2 separate regions of the Gossypium hirsutum genome follow, and region 1 is linked to region 2. A link is a contact called in public Hi-C data. All regions are on one chromosome and are shown on one strand. Each heading gives the region's core, a stretch centred on a gene start, on an enhancer-like site or on the middle of the called end of the contact. The rest is flanking DNA. Distances are from core to core; before and after follow the strand shown. Region 1 holds the start of LOC107934530 (vacuolar protein sorting-associated protein 24 homolog 1). Region 2 holds the start of LOC107939273 (protein SEEDLING PLASTID DEVELOPMENT 1).

Evidence for each region. A called contact is a pair of places that touch in the nucleus more often than the background predicts.
Region 1: a contact with region 2 is called in a Hi-C map of leaf, with 2.3 times the contacts expected there. The contact joins the promoter of LOC107934530 here to the promoter of LOC107939273 in region 2. A contact is called at or near these places in 13 of 34 Hi-C or Micro-C datasets (callus, hypocotyl, leaf and 2 more).

Annotation. Positions count from the first base shown.
Region 1 is chrA10:110,438,822-110,441,521 of Gossypium_hirsutum_v2.1, forward strand. It overlaps LOC107934530 (vacuolar protein sorting-associated protein 24 homolog 1), which reads left to right and starts at 1,330. Exons shown (of 6, transcript XM_016866979.2): 1 at 1,330-1,668; 2 at 1,841-1,917; 3 at 2,688-2,700. The coding sequence starts at 1,557. It overlaps LOC107934552, which reads left to right. Exons shown (of 5, transcript XM_016867003.2): 5 at 1-177.
Region 2 is chrA10:110,258,749-110,261,448 of Gossypium_hirsutum_v2.1, forward strand. It overlaps LOC107939273 (protein SEEDLING PLASTID DEVELOPMENT 1), which reads right to left and starts at 1,391. Exons shown (of 9, transcript XM_016872576.2): 1 at 75-1,391. The coding sequence starts at 533.

The DNA of each region.
Region 1 (2,700 bases), core at 80-2,579, 180 kb after region 2:
TCTTACAAATTTATAGATTTGGATTACCTCCATTGATATTCAAGATTGAGAGTGGCAGTTCCAAGCCTAGATTGTGTTTGCCTCCTTAGATTTATGTAACACACATTGTGAATGTCATTCCAGGATGTTGGATACGGATATCTGTCTTACACGTGTATGATGATATTTTTTTTTCTATTTAGAGGATCCTAACTACGTACCATTGTTCAAAATGTGTTCGACAAGGGGATTTTTTCCAGATATAAATATGTTAGGAAGCTTCTTGGAAAATCATATTGTCCTACTCATGTCCAACGCATCATAGTATTTACTTTTTGGTTGGCATTGTGATGAGCATGGATCCCAGAACTGAACTGAAGGTTGAACTGGTTGTATTTTCAATTCAATTGGTTTAAGGTTGATGATGATATAAAGTGTTAGCAATTTTTGTTTATTATATGGAGTGTCAAAAGGAAGCTTTAATCACTAAGTCTTAGCATAAGCTGTTAGCAAGTTAATTCTTCATCCATGACTTCATATTCATTTTTAATTTAATGTTTGCTTCTTTTTTTAATGAAATAACTTTTAAATACAACCATCAAGAAAATAGGCACAAATCAAGCAAAAAACTGTTGTTAGGTGGAAAAAAAAATCAGAGTTGGAGCCTTGTATCATTTATTTGTTGTTAGTGTAAGAAAATTTAAGTTTTGAGTGTATTAAAACGTATTATTCTTCTAATTGGAGCGACTATAGATAGTTTTAGTTCTAAAAATTGTATAAAAAAAGTAAAGTATAAACAAGTTAAATATTAAATTCCCATGAGCTAATTTGTTTATTGTTATAGTTATTAATGTAAGTAAAAAAAATATGAATTTTATGAGTTTGTGATAAATTATGTAATAAATATATTTATTAAAATTTTATATAAAATAATTGTTATTTTGATTACAATCATAAAATTACTTATGTTTTAGATTTTCTGTATTTTAATGACATTATAATTTTCGATTAAGTCTTAATTTGATAGATATGAGAATTATTGCTAACATAGGAACACGTAAGTTCGAGTGTACTGAAATATATTATCCTCCTATTTATAATTAAAGAGAGACTGTACCTAATTTTAGATATTGTATAAAAAAAATTAATTAATCACGATTTGTCGTTTGAAATAAATTTTGTCATACAAATTGTGATAAATTAGTTTACATTAATTCAAATTTATAATAAAATAATAAAATTAAAAATACGAGAAGGAAATGTTAACGCGGTGGGCGAAACGACGTCGTGTTGCTAAGTACGCTGCAGACTGTTCTATAACACGTATTTTCCCGGAAAATATAAAAGGAAAAGGGAAAGGTAAAAGATTCCGAAACGAAACACGGCAAAAGAAAATTGAGGCAAAAAAGAAAAGAAAAGAAAAACAGGAAAGCTTTGATTCTAAGCCATTTTCTTTGCTCCATTCCATAGAAAGATCTAAAAGCTCAAGCTTTCCTAGCAAAATTTTCTCACCATTTTTTTAAGTTACGAAGAGAGGGAAAGGAAAAGGGACTAATTTAGAGAAAGAAAAGGTAAAGATGGATAAATTTAAGAATATGTTGAAACCCAAGCCGAATCCACAACAACCACTAAGAGATTGGCAAAGAAAGCTTCGTCAAGAGTGCCGTAACATTGAACGCCAAATTAGAGGCAAGATATTTCCATCTTTTTCCCTTCATTGTTTGGAAAAAAGAAATTGATGATTGCTTTTTAGTGGTAATTTTGAATCTTTCAGTTAATGGGTATGTGAGAATTCAGGTTTAAAATAAGGGGGTTTTTTTATAAGAAAATTTATGGGATTTTTATGTGGATTTTGTATTAGATATTCAGAGAGAGGAGAAAGGTGTACAGAAGGCAATTCGAGAAGCCGCTAAGAGAAATGACATGGGTTCTGCTAAGGTAAAAAATTCTTGGGTTTTTTTTTTTTCTTTCTAATGGAACTTTATCTATATAGATTAATCATGTCATAGTTTTTGAGGGAATTCAATATTTTATAATTGGAATGGTTTGATTAGGAAGATAAGTTATGTAATTACATTAAAGATCATCTAGGAGAACCTGTTGGTTAATTCGGCTGCCCTTAAGAGTGGCATCTAACAATGGGGATTGGCTCTATTTTAGCAAATAAAAAGATCATTGAGGCGAACCCATCGGTTCATGTAGTCACCCTTAAACATGGCATCTTGTGAATCTAAAGTTCATTGTAAAAGGATCTAGGTCATTATATGGTGTAGAATGACTTTATGTTTTAAGTTGCTGAAGTAAATTGGATTTTGTGGTTTTTTAGATGAAATGATTGGTCATTCATACGAAAAGGATGCTACTTGATTATCCTAAGTCTAGCTGATCTTCAGTATTCATCCAATAGGTATTCGTCCAATGAGTTTTCTAGTCGATCTTAGGATCAGGAGATGTAACTCATCATTGGTTCTAAGCTGGAACTGCACACTGAAATCACGAAAGATGTTGATTTTTGGAATAATGAAAAGATCATCTTTTCGTTGGGTGGTCCAATTTGATGAAACCTATGTGCCTTAGCACGTGTATTATATGTGAAAATCATTTATTGTCTTTTTGTGTATGCTTTCATGTCCGCAATTTTGCATTTGCCTCGTTATTGAGGAGTCATTTCTTATGTAAGCTCTTGTTGTGATCTTATTCATCTTTAGGCACTTGCAAAAG
Region 2 (2,700 bases), core at 141-2,640:
TGGTTGACCAATCATCATTAAAAACCTATGGAAAAAAAATTCAACGTGATCATGAGTAATTCACTTAAAATTACCTTAGATGTTGCATGCTTTAAATCTTCATGCTTAACAGGTTGTTCCGAAATAACCCAATCCCCCGAAGGAAACCTAGCGAGAGGTTTCCTCCCCAAATCCATAACCACCTCAATCAACTCCCCAATCTCTTCATGCCCGTTAAGCTCACTCCTCATCCTCGACGGCAACATCTCGAGGAACAAATCGAGCTCCGTACATGACTCCATCCGGGAAGTCGAAGCTGGGTTCGGGCAATCCAACGACGACCCATTGGAGGACGTAGTTCGATCGGAGGGTTTACGGATCTGTGGGGTCCGGAGAACAGAGGCTTGAGATTGCTTCAAAGGCGGCATATATGGTCTTTGATGAGCTCCGCCGCGCGCGGACGTGATGAAGTGGGAATGCCTCTGACGGTAGCGCCATGAAGCGGCGTTGTTGGTGATGTCAATAAGAACAAATCTCGAATTCAAAGCTCTCATTTCCCTTTACTATGAATTTTATTTTCTCTTTTGTTTGGTTTTGGTTTTGTAGTAAGGGGAAAGGAAAGGAAAGCAGATATGAGAAGCAAGGAGAAAGAAGAAGATTCGAAGGGATCTCCTCTGGGATTGGAGAGAAAGTGGGACCCCAACAGAGGAAAGGCAGGCATTAGCGACCATGGAAGTTGTGGAGGTTGATTGAGAAGACACGTGGTGGATATTTTGGATTTTTTGGATGACATTGTAAAAGAGTATAAAACACGGATGACTGACTGTAAAATTTAAGTGATGGTTACATTTAACTATCAAGGAAGGCAAAGGATGCAAGGAGGAAGATGAAGTGCAAAGAAGGTCAGAGACGGCGTCGTTCAGTTGTTGGCCCTACAAATTAGTGGGTCAGAAATAGTGTGAACATCAATCAGCCATTCCAAGACGGCGATTCAGACCAAAATGACGGAAGTGTGGATCATGTAAAGCAAAGTGACGATCTTTCTTCACCATAATGCCTTATTGGTGAAGAGAAAGTTTGGGTTGGGATGATCTAAAAGAGGACATGGTCAACACGCAATAAAAAAAGGAATAATAAGTTGTTTAAACTACACCAACCTGAAAAGTCTTTGGGATGAGTACGGAGCCATCACATTCACAAATCTCTGGATGCAAATTGAGGAGTAACCCAGGTTTGAAGAACCCACACCATCGCCAAACTTATACTTGAACCTGCTCAACAAGTAGCTAAATTTGAAATTAAATATTGTCAATTTAATTTCACATTCAATAGGTTAGATTTCTGTAAGTTTATAGTAGCATGGACTGCATGGTATTGTTTATTGCCACTCTTGAATAATTAATTGGCTTATACTTCCAAAACCAATAAACTAATTTAGTCAATGATTTCAACTTTTTCAAATAAGGTTGCTCATTCAAGGCCTGGTGCTTAAATTTACTACAAAATAAAATTTACTTCACCTTAGATAAAATTGGAAATTTAAACTTCCTTGTCTCATTTCATGTTAGAACAATTTTTTTTTTTAGCAATTAAAATTTTGAGTGTTTGCATATTTAACTTTCAATAGCTAATGATCATCCTCTGTTAAATTAATCTTGAAAAGGAAAGAGAGGAGTTTAAACTTTGGTGGATACTTATATTATCTTTAACCTTATGTTTAAAGCTTACTAGAATATTGTTGGTGATCACTTGAAAAGACTTATAATAGGTTGTTTGTATCGCATTGTTGGTGGATACTTTTTTAGGTATTATTTGGATAGGTTTTCTATTGCATTGTGAGGTATTTGGGTGATCCATTTGTAATAATTGGGGTTGGAGTTGGTGCTACAATTACATATTTGTGTATGGGTAGATTAGACTTAAGCCAATAGGTGATTCAGATGATTATTGAATAAAATCATTTACTAAGCGAGGCTCCACAAAGTAGAATCAGAAACTGCGTTAACAAATATTGTATGTTAATTATCTCCTTACTTTACTCCTTGCCATGTTTTGCATTTATTTTGTTCCTTTCGATTCTATTCCAATTTTTGTTAAAACAAAACCATTGTACAGCCAACCAAGTTATATGTTTGAACAATAGTTGAAACAAAGTGCAACTGGATGCTTTTTTAGTTACAATTTAAAAAACTTATGGTAAAAAATTGTATGTAACCTTCTTTTATGCCTCTTCTTTTTTTTTTTAATTTTATCTCCCTTCTACAAATTTTTTATTTCAAATTTTATTTCCCTTCTACAAAATTTTACCTTTTTTTTCTTTTTCTATTCCCCTTCAAACTTATCCTTTTTATCATGGCTCTTAATTAAAATACAATAAATAATAAAATATAATATTTGAAACTAATAATAATAACAATACATGTACGAAATTTATTGATAATGGGTATCAACAATGAAGAAGATAATGAGGAGAAGGTAGTGGTATATAGGAGGTCAATTCACCTAATAAAATGGAGAGCCAGAAAAGTACAAAAGGTAGAAAATGGGTATTATGCTGAAGAAGACTGAGGTTGAGGACTAGTAAGAGGGTTTAAGATCTGATCCTTTATTCATCGCTCTTTAGGGTATTTATAGGAGAAAGGTCTCCCACCTAATAATGCCACATTGCTAACAATTCTGGGACATGGTGAGTATGTGGTCGAGCAAGTGGCAAGGTTGTTA